Regions from separate parts of the Mus musculus genome. Here region 2 is linked to region 1. The links are chromatin contacts, called in public ChIA-PET maps. All regions are on one chromosome and are shown on one strand. Each heading gives the region's core, a stretch centred on a gene start, on an enhancer-like site or on the middle of the called end of the contact. The rest is flanking DNA. Distances are from core to core; before and after follow the strand shown. Region 1 has its middle 26 kb from the start of Gm31887. Region 2 has its middle 45 kb from the start of Stard3nl.

Region 1 (5,219 bases), core at 1,999-4,498:
GGCAATGAGAAGAAATCCTAAAGAAACGAGTGGTGGTACAGCAAGTCAGCTGGATTTCATCCTCACTGCCATAAAGGTGCCTTAAGGAGGTCCAGCTGCCTTCACTTGTTGGCTTTCACTTCTATAAAGTCCCTCACTCATGTTGCATAAACATTTTCTGAACTTTTGTGTGCAATTTCTGCAACTTCTCTCTAACTCACATCACCTCATTCCTGATTCCATCCACTGCAGAAGTCCCCTCCCCCAGAAGTCTGAAGCATCAAAATTCTAGTACCCATAGCCTACAGCTTTTACCCATAGCCCTTGTTGCTCTTGAACCAGCTAACTCCATGAAGACCCCCACTCTAGACAACCTGAAGAGCCTTCTTTACTGTTTGATTCTGTGCCTTGTATTTCACATTATGGACAATATATTTTTTAAAAATTAGAAGTCTATTTTTGTCAGTCTTCACTTTCATTTAGTCACATTGAAAGTTACGGTATCAAACAACATGACAATTGTCATGGTATTCGGTGACAGTAACAAGAGTCTAAAAACACATTCCTGTGCCAGGCGTGGTGGCATCTGCCTTAAATCACAGAACTCGGGAGGCAGAGGCAGGGAGATTTCTGAGTTGAGGCCAGCCTGGTCTACAAAGTAAGTTCCAGGACAGCCAGGGCTATACAGAAAACCCTGTCTTGAAAAACCAACCAACAAACCAACCAACCAAACAAACAAACAAAAAACCCAACAACAAACACATTCCTAAGCTTGGTTCTGAATCTGTGGTCCTGACATTTCTTAGGACAGTGGGTGTGGGAGGAGTCACTGGCAATTGATATAGCAATAAACAAATGTCTAACATATACTGTACTATACACCAAGCAACCCCTGATCATCCAACAGCCCTTTAAGATAGATACAATTATGGCCCACAGTTCACAGATTAGAGGGTTGATCACCCTACCAAGATCGCTATTTTGAAGAAGCACTCATGATTTGAAGCCAGATTTCTCTGATCTCTACTGTGTGGAGGGAGAGGGCACAGAAAGACCCACACTGAATGTGCACATAGATGCAGCCCATACCCTATCTTTTGGGGATAGTCAATCAAAAACTCCACAACATATAAAAACACCCATTACTTCCTTTAAGATAGTGATTATTTCCTTAAAGTCTTGTGAGTTCATCATCTCTTTATTCCTCCTGATTACTCTATGCCATTGGTTTGTCATTCTTACTCCCCCATCCTTCCACTTGTACTTCAGAATAACTGTGATTGTGCCACTTGCTGTAACTAGAACAGCCACCCTGCTTCCAGTGGAAAACAACAAGAATATCCAGGCTTAAGAGAATGAATTACCTCCACATTCACACACAATCGACAGCACATGCTGGCAAGGATGTGAAATAGGAGGAACACAAACACTCCTCCACTGCTGGTTGGATTGCAAACTTGTACAATTGCTCTGGAAACCTATCTGGAAATTTTGTAGAAAATTGGAAATAGTTCTACCTGAAGACCCATCTATTGAGCATATACCCCAAAGATGTTCCCAAAATTATAAGAATATGTTACTCCACTATATGTTCATTGTAGCCTTATCTGTAAGAGTCAGAAACTTAAAGCAGCCCAGATGTCTCTTAAACAAATAATGGATACAGAGAATGTGGTTCATTTACACAATGGTATACTATACACCTATTAAAAACAAGGAAATCCTTTATTTTGAAAGTGTAGCAGAGAGAGGTGTAAAGCAGAGGTACCTAAGTGGGAGGGGAGGGAAGGAGAATGGGGAGGCAGGATTAGATGTGGGGAGAGACAAGAGAGAGGCCCAGAAGACCAGGAGAATGAGTGGGAATCTTCAGCTGCCAGGGGCGAGAGGGGAGAAAATCTAGGAAGTCCCAGAGACCTGGGATGGGGGAGGGTCCCAGGAGAAAATGCAGGTGACCTTACCCAAGATGCCTAGCAGTGAGGACATGGAACCTGAGGAGGCCACCTTCTGTAGCAAGGTTAGATCCCCAGTTGAGGGATAAGGACACCAGCCCACCAATAAGACTTTCAACCCAAAATCTGTCCTGTCAAAAAGAAATACATGGACAAAGATGGAGCAGAGACTGGAGGGAGGCCATCCAAAATCAAGCCCTTCTTGAGACCCATCCCATGGGCTAGTGCCAATCTTTGACATTACTAATGATACTCTGTTATGCTTGGCGACAGGAGTCTAGCATGGCTGTCCTCTGAGAGGCTCTACCTAGCAGCTAACAGATGCAGATACCCATAGCCAAACACTGGATGGAGCTTGGGGACCCTTATGGAAGACTTGGGGCAAGGATTGAAGGCCCTGAAGGGGATAGAAGCACTATAGGAAGACTAAAAAAATTCAACTACACTAGAATCCTGGGACGTCTCAGAGATTGATCCACCAACCAAAGTGCATACATGGACTGGCTTATTATATGCAACAGACAGAAATTCAGTCTTCATGTGGGTCCCACAGTAACTAGAGCAGAGACTCTCCCCTAAAGCTACAGCTGGACTGTAGTATCCATTCCCCCAAAGGGTTGCTTTGACTGGGCTCCAAGGGAAAGGATGTGTCCTAGTCCTGCATAGACTTGATGCACCAGGGTTGGGGGATACCTAAGAAGGTCTCACCTTCTCAGAGGAGAAGGGAGATAAGGGAAGAGGCTCTGTTAGGAAGGATTATGAGGGTACACATCATTTGGGCTATACATACATATATACATACATACATACAAACATACATACATGCATGCATACATACATACAAACACAGAGAGAGAAATTCTTAGTAATAAAAAATATAAAATTGCATTCAGATCTACTTCCTGATACTCCTGAACAGACTAGACCTCCCCAGGCCCTGTTCCTAGCCTCTAAGCAGAGGCATGGCTATGTCAGCACTAGGAAACAGATGCCATGCCTGGGAACTGACAATAGGCAGGAGTCTTGATATCATTGGTCAATTGCAGCAGACATGTCTCTTGTGGTGTAAAGCCTCATAGCATCTTCCTGCTGGAGTCCACCTGGCAGCCCAAAGCCTCAGCAAGTGCTGGGGACAGAGAGATAGAAAGGCTTTGCTGTGGCTCAACTCAGTTGTACTTTCTCAAGCTCCTTTTGGTTATCTGCTCTGTCTATGTAGTTGCTTCCTGGAAAATGGTTAAAGTCAAACCTCCTCTGTTTGGGGCAGCACAAAATGTTGCTAAGGCGTTAGAAGACAACATAGGAGCAGTTAAACCACAGCCAGTTTTTGCTCGCTTTCGAAAGACCACAGCTATTAGACAGAAAACCTCCTGTACTGGAAGTGGCCCTGAAACAGCATCTGTGCTGACAGACACTGGGCTTGCTATGGTTGCTGCTCATCATGCTCAGCTGAGCATGGAATATGCTTCCCGGAGCTGCGTAGACACTGGACCCAAGAAAGGAACAGAAAAGGAGAGATGTGTCCCCGTATCATGTTATAATTCCATCAGAAGTTTTTTCTCTAGCACTTGATATAAGTGTTCAAGCAGCTTTTGCTTCATTTTCTAAGAAGATTAAAAAAAGGAACAAAGCTGTGTCCTGAACAAAGTAGCATAGGAGAATGAAGAAGTGAGCAAGAGCAATGTGCTATAGGAAGTCACAGAAACAGATAACCAAGGACAGCTGTGCTACTTGCCATTCACTGAGGAGCATCCACCCCAGGAGGAAAATGGTATCAGAGTCCTCTGAGAAAGGCTAACTGAAAATATTAACAGAATTACAAGTACACAACAGACTAGCATCAGAAAATAAATGTTCAGAAATATGAACACAGAGACAAAATATCCCTAAGCTTTGTTGCACAGGCTAGGTACAAAGTAGGCAGTGGGCACTTGGCCTCATTTTTCCAGTTCTAGGATAACCATTAGTATAAATGGAACATTTGAGCTAAGTTTTCAGAGTATTAAAACATGACACATTTGAATCAGATACTGTGATAATCCTGTCTGTTATGTGGCCTAACTTCTCCACTGGGTTGCATGCTTATTCAGAGAACTGGCTTCATTTATTGTCTTTGTCATAATTTTAGGGAACAAGCTGTCAACTCAGCTTAAATCGTTATGATGAAGCCTTTCTTAGCCCTAGCTGATGGTTCAGAGTACATGGACCTTTATTACTGAGACAAGAAATTACCAGAGTTTGAACCATCGAATGCCTAAGGTCCTGTCCCGAGAACAAACACTGGAGAGTTCCCTCCACTGTTTCTTAGCATGAGTAACCTTTGGCTTCACCTCAGTCTCCCTGCTAGCCTCCAATGGCACTGCTGATGTAGGCATACTTGCAGAGTGGCACAGATGCAGGACTGGATCTGCATAGAAACCATTTCCATCCCCAATGTAGGCGCTAGAGAAAGTACTCAAGGAGCTGAAGGGGTCTGTGAACCTATAGGAGGAACAACAATATGAACTAAACAAAACCCCCTGAGCTCCTGTCTCTAGTTGCATATGTAGCAGAAGATGGCCTAGTCGACCATCATTGGGAGGAGAGGCCCTTGGTCTTGTAAAGATTACCTGCCCCAGTACAGGGGAATGCCAGGGCCAGGTAGCGGGACTGGGTGGTTTGGGAAGCAGGGCAGGGGGAGGGTATAGGGGAGTTTCTGGATAGCATTAGAAATGTAAATGAAGAAAATATCTAATGAAAATTTGTTTAAAATAATAAAGAAAGAAACTGTTTCCACCCAGACCACCAACATCACTCACTGCAATGTGCAGTTACCTGTCCTAGGAAAGCACAGACAAGGGGACTCCTGCTCTACTTCTCTGGGAAGCAGAAAGTGAATATTCACCTTTCGAAAAATGTACACCTTTCATGATGTTAACTCCATTTATTCACACTACTAAATAGGCAGGAAATTGATAGCAATGCTTTCCTGGTACTTTTGTTTTCCAAGGTACAATACCTAGAAAACAGTTGGACACATCATAGAAATACATTTTATACTCAAAACAATATAAAAGGAAAACATTTTACATGATTCTCAATATCTCTTCATCCCCCTTTCATATTTCTAATACATTGGGCCAAATTAATTATACCCGGAGAAATACAACTGTAAGAGCTATTTTTGTGTCAAATTTACACAGCTGGATTTATCACAGAGAAAGGAGCTTCAGTTGAGGAAGTTCCTCCATGAGATCCAGCTGCAAGGCATTTCTCAATTAGTGATCAAGGGGGAAAGGTCCCTTATGGGTGGGA
Region 2 (5,219 bases), core at 1,181-3,680, 130 kb after region 1:
AGAATATGTGATACCAAATTACTCTAGTATTGCTTTTTAACATTGATAAATAAAACCTACACCTTAAATTGATTCAAAGAACCAGACACTTAAGCAAACAACAAAAAAATAAAAACCCTACAAAGGCTTGGCTTTCCCCCAAAAGTAACTATAGAGAAAACAATATATTCTTTATATGATAGGATTTTAATTTGGAGGATAATAATACAGGACTTGAGGACAAAGTGTTACTCATCTAGAAAGGGTTCGTGAAATGCCTTATACCAAAAGAAGTTGGCTTCTGTAGCAGTAGCCCATAACCAGCATGTTCACACAAAAATAGCTGTAGTTCAATAGCTCAGAAAGCCTGATATGTGTGCCTCTGTGACTTGGTATTTTTCTTCTGCAGCTTTCCATGGGTTCTTTCTATTGTAGTTTTCATATCTTGGCTTTAACAGGCCATGCAGAAGTTCTTTTCTGATTGTATTTGGAATTTTAAGACTGTCTTGTACTTGGATATCTATATCTTTCCCTGATTTGAGAATGTTCTATTATAGTTTCAGTGAATACATTTTTGAGACCTATAGCCAGTTTTAACTTAGCTCTTCTTCATACCCCATGGTTCCTAAGATTTAATCTCTAGATTACTTGTCAGAATTCATGAATTTGTGGTCATGCTTATTTTTCTTTACTGATATCTAACTTCTCAAACAAGTATCCTATGCCAAATATTTTTATTTTGGTTGAAAAATATAAATTCACTATAAGTTTGATGAAATTTACAAAAGTATTTCCCACATATCCTGTCTATTAAATTCACTTTCAAATCACACACACACACACACACACACACACACAAACACACACACACACTTTCAAATCCTTTAAATATTGACCCTCTCATTATGAGTTACTCAAGCTCTTTAAAGTTTATCTTTTAATTTGTAGTTAGGACATCTAGAATTCAACTCCCTTTAGTGGTACAGGAGAGCTAAACATGATGCTGCCCAGGATGCATTTGCCCAGTTCCTGGAGCAGTAGTGATCACAGAATGGACCACAGCAGCTCTTACGCACTCAGCCGCATGTCCACAAGCACCTGACCTCTAGAGACCAAGCATAGGGATAGGAAACTTGGAGAAATGAATTATTGAGAAAGCTGTGGCTGCCTTCTCTGCTTAGATAGAAATTGGCCTAAATCAGACACCCTCAAGGGTGGATGAGTCTTTTGTTGACTCTAAGGTAAGACACATTCACTGTAGGTAGAACATGAGATGTCCGAAGTCTTAAATCAGCCCATCTGAAATTTTTTCCATTAACCATATCTTTTGGGCAACATTCTGGCAATTTTTATGCATGGACATATAGATACAGAAGAAAAGCAGGGAATCTGGAATATAGTATTTCAGGTATGGTAAAAAAAATGTATACTTCACAATATATACTTTGGTATCTTTGTGTGTAAAACTATATGATAACTGTTATCTATAAAGTCTCAAAAATCAATTATTCTTGGGTTTTGAGCCTCATAATTTTTAATATGGCTTCTCTGGTCTCTGTGTCAAGACTTCATATATATTAATTCACACATACTTTCAAATAATGTGCATGGATAACTAACTAGTGCCTTAATTTCTTTTAGCTTTCACAACTATTAATGTTAATCCCAGAGATAGTGTTTTGCGGCATGAAAATGGTAAGTTTGAATATATGCTTGCCTTTACCTCTTGAAAAAGGGTTTTTCTTCTATCACCTCATCTTTTGAATGTTCTTGGATTCTTGTTAAAAGACAAACAAAAACAAGTGCTAAATGCAGCAGAAGTCTGGGTTGCATTGTAAATCAGTATTTTCTCCATGTCACCATAGATTAGAAACAATTTCCATCTGAAACTTTACCAACAAAAATAGAAGTGTTTTTCCATTATCAGAAAGATTTGCACTGAAATTCTCAGCCCTGGTAGCTAAAAACAAAACAAAACAAACAAACAAACAAAGATGCAATCTTCTAAGAAATATTAAGATGCACCAAGTAAGTGCTGTGAGGCCTGTAAGTGCTGTAAATTAAGTGCTGTGAGGCCTGTAAGTGCTGTAAATTAAGTGCTGTGAGGCCTGCCTGAAATCTGAGCACTTGGGAGGCAATGGCAGAAGATTCAAATGTTCAAGACCAGCCTATGATCGATGAGAGTGTCTTTGTTACATGTTTTCATGTGTTCATGGGGTTAACAGGGGGATCTGAGACAGTATGTGTTCGGATTCATGTGTGTATACACATGAACATATACACACATGAATATGTGCATGCGCAAGCTAGAGGAAAACCTTTGGTGTCATCCTGTGTGTGTGTGTGTGTGTGTGTGTGTGTGTGTGTGTGTGAGGGGTTGGGAGAGAGAATGTCAAATAGTGTAACTCAGTAGAACTTGCTCTCATTTCTCCTAGTTAACAATGCTACTGATCTGGAAGATTGCATGAAAGGAAGAAAGGGTATGTTGTCATCGTCGTTTCCTCTCTTTCCCTTTATCTTGTCATAGAGAACATGATCTCAATCATCATAAGTTTGAATTTCTCTGCTTTAAAGAAAGGCCATAATGGCTGGAACTGCAGTTTAGACTGAGTGACACTATATCTTAAACCCATCGTTTCCTAGTCATATCAACAATTTGTCTTTGTGCGATACGATTTTGACTAGGGGCTCCAGATTTTTTACTACTTTTTCCCCCTACTAATCACATTTCCTAATACCTACAGAGTCCATTTTAGACAAAAGGCCCTTGAGCTGGGTTCTGTGTGTGTATCTTGTGTATCTGTCTCTCTTGTGACTCCTCTCATACACTGTAATTGTTTCCTCCATTGTTTAGATGTGGCTAGTGAGCTAATATTAAGTCCTCTGTACATGTCACACATTCAGATCTGGGGTACAACTCAGATCATCAAACAGCAACTGATGTCCTCGCAGTTTTGCATTTTCCCCCTAAGTCACAGAATAAGGTATTGTCTTCTGTGCATTGCTATATGAATGGGGAAGAACATGGGTTTCACACTGTATCTGCCTAGTGGTCCAGTCTTCCTAGTGATCCTTCTGTACATATATGCAAGAGTGACGTCCATTCTGTCAGCAGAGTGTGCTTCACCTGGCAATGGAGAATGATTACCTAAATTCCCAGTTACTCATGAGAGTGCCACGGTGTCAGATACCCAGCATACTCACCATGTTTAGTCATCAGAGTGAGTACTAGTTTCTGCTCCTTCCCCCTGATATACACACCAAAATGAAACTCATACATCTATTCTAGGGCTAACTGCTCTTCCATCTCCTCAGGGCCATGAACTCAGAATCTGATGTACCACATGAGGAATGGACCTGACCAAGGACAGAGTTAAAAATTTCATTACTTGAGATCTCTTATCTTTATGCCAGAAACAATCATGGCCTTGACTCATTAAGTAGCTATTTTTGTGGCTCTCCAATTCCATCACTACATTAATTGACAACAGCAAATATTTCTTATCAAAGTCCAATTAGCCATTATATACTAGTGAGAGCCTTGAGAGAGACAGGCGAGTGTCTTGGGAAACCTGGATTGACAGGGTGCCTCAGGCTTTTCTTTAGTGCTTGCTTCTACAGTGTCCTATTAATCCCACTGTGCTAGCACTGGGTTTCCATAGTCCATGTCTCCTGGAGGAGCACTACAGGCTTCTACAGTGCTTCAGATGTTCTATGTTGTATTTGTGCTTTTATTTTTTTTTATGTCTGCGCTGTTATTTTTACTTGGAAATATATAAAGAAATTAGGTAACATTTCTTTACAGTCACTTCTGTAGACTTATGCTGTGGGTTACTCAATACATATTAGGCAAACTCTTTTTTTTCTGTGCCCACTGTTTGATTGCAAATAGAAATGAAAAATCTTCTTCTACAAAAAGCTATGAATTTGTGAAAAAGGGAAACATTTTATGTGCAAAGATATCAGAATATTATTTAGAATTTGCTTTGTACGTGATGGATATTATGTTACTATTTAGATATGCCAGAATGAAAATTTCTAAACTTATACCCCACTTAACCTTCAAATGGATGCATCTATCCCGAATGCAAATTCTCTTTTCAGTAGTAGGAAGATTACAAATGAACTTATCAAATGTTGTTGTTAATTTGACTTCTAAGATGAGTCCTCTTGCTCCTTCTGCTAAGAGTGGTCAGTGGTGAGTTGTCCCTCAATGTAGGTCACCAGAAAAAAAAAAAAAAAAAGGTTGACTATGTGTGCTGTTTTGACAAAAGAGCAGATGACACTAACTCCAGGATTCCTTTAGATATGTTGCAGCTTCAGGTCACCACCACCTATGCATTCTACACCTACCTCATCCTGTTCTTCAAGAGCATGGTCCACTTGGCCTTCGTTGTATTCTGTCTATTCAGAAGAGCAGCCATGTCCTGTGATGATCAACGTTCATAATGGATGGTGAAACAGGAGAGTCCTGCTATCTTCATCCTTCCTGCATCTCAATATCTGCTGAGGGTCTAGCGGGGCTTGATTGCTGTCTTTGACCTCCTCGAGGACACATATGCATGATTTTTGTATCATTACTATAGTTCTCACAGCAGAGTGGAAACTGATCAACTTTACTCTTCAACAGACCGTAGCTTCCAAGCATCCAGCCATCCTAACCCATCCTCTCTCAGCCCCTCTAGCAGATCCCAGCATCACAGGCCCAATGCACACAAACTGCTGCTCCTAGGCACCCCATTTCATACCCTAGAACCAGATAATTCCCCCAGAGCCTCCACTTCATATGCCCTAAATAACTTTATTTGAACTTGGATATTGTGCTTTGCTTTACAAAATACAGTAATAAAATCCAGACTACTTTTGGTGTGATATGTGTTTTTATTTGTGACAGTGATTGAAGGTTCAAGGTGCAAAGAAACATGACAAGGGACCTAGGACATGTTATATCTGTTGGTAACAAGGTCCAAAACTATAATCCTAAATCTGAGATGATGGATGGGAAAATATTCTGGAGCAGTGGGTCCTAGGAGATGCAGCCAAGTACAGGAGCCAATGGGACTGCTTTCTCAGGGGGAAACTAGGTCATCGGGTTTAAGTCGTTCCCATGGAAACAGGATGTGTGCTATGTGATCTGTGCATGTTTCACAGTACCATGCTTCCCAATCCTCACATTGTTCCCAGGAAAGCTACGCAAACCCCAGAGAGGAAAGCCAATGGAGATTAATACATGGACTGTA

The links. ChIA-PET counts read pairs in DNA pulled down with a chosen protein or histone mark.
Region 2: an RNA polymerase II ChIA-PET map of CD8 T cells shows a contact between it and region 1, with 4 times the contacts expected there. The contact joins two enhancer-like sites. A contact is called at or near these places in 1 of 484 Hi-C or Micro-C datasets (bone marrow-derived DN3 thymocytes) and 5 of 115 datasets of contacts at active chromatin or transcription factors (the 230-238 cell line, CD8 T cells, effector CD8 T cells and 1 more).

Annotation. Positions count from the first base shown.
Region 1 is chr13:19,216,598-19,221,816 of GRCm38.p6, forward strand. It overlaps Tcrg and Trgc1. Among named protein-coding and RNA genes, the nearest start is that of Gm31887, 26 kb to the left of the region's middle. RefSeq lists an enhancer at 2,820-3,819. Within about 2 kb of position 3,249, at least 44 of the 459 cell types and tissues checked have an H3K27ac peak or open chromatin away from gene starts, as enhancers often do. A contact at or near this core is called in CD8 T cells, where this site is marked.
Region 2 is chr13:19,347,916-19,353,134 of GRCm38.p6, forward strand. It overlaps Tcrg and Trgc4. Among named protein-coding and RNA genes, the nearest start is that of Stard3nl, 45 kb to the right of the region's middle. Within about 2 kb of position 2,431, at least 8 of the 459 cell types and tissues checked have an H3K27ac peak or open chromatin away from gene starts, as enhancers often do. A contact at or near this core is called in CD8 T cells, where this site is marked.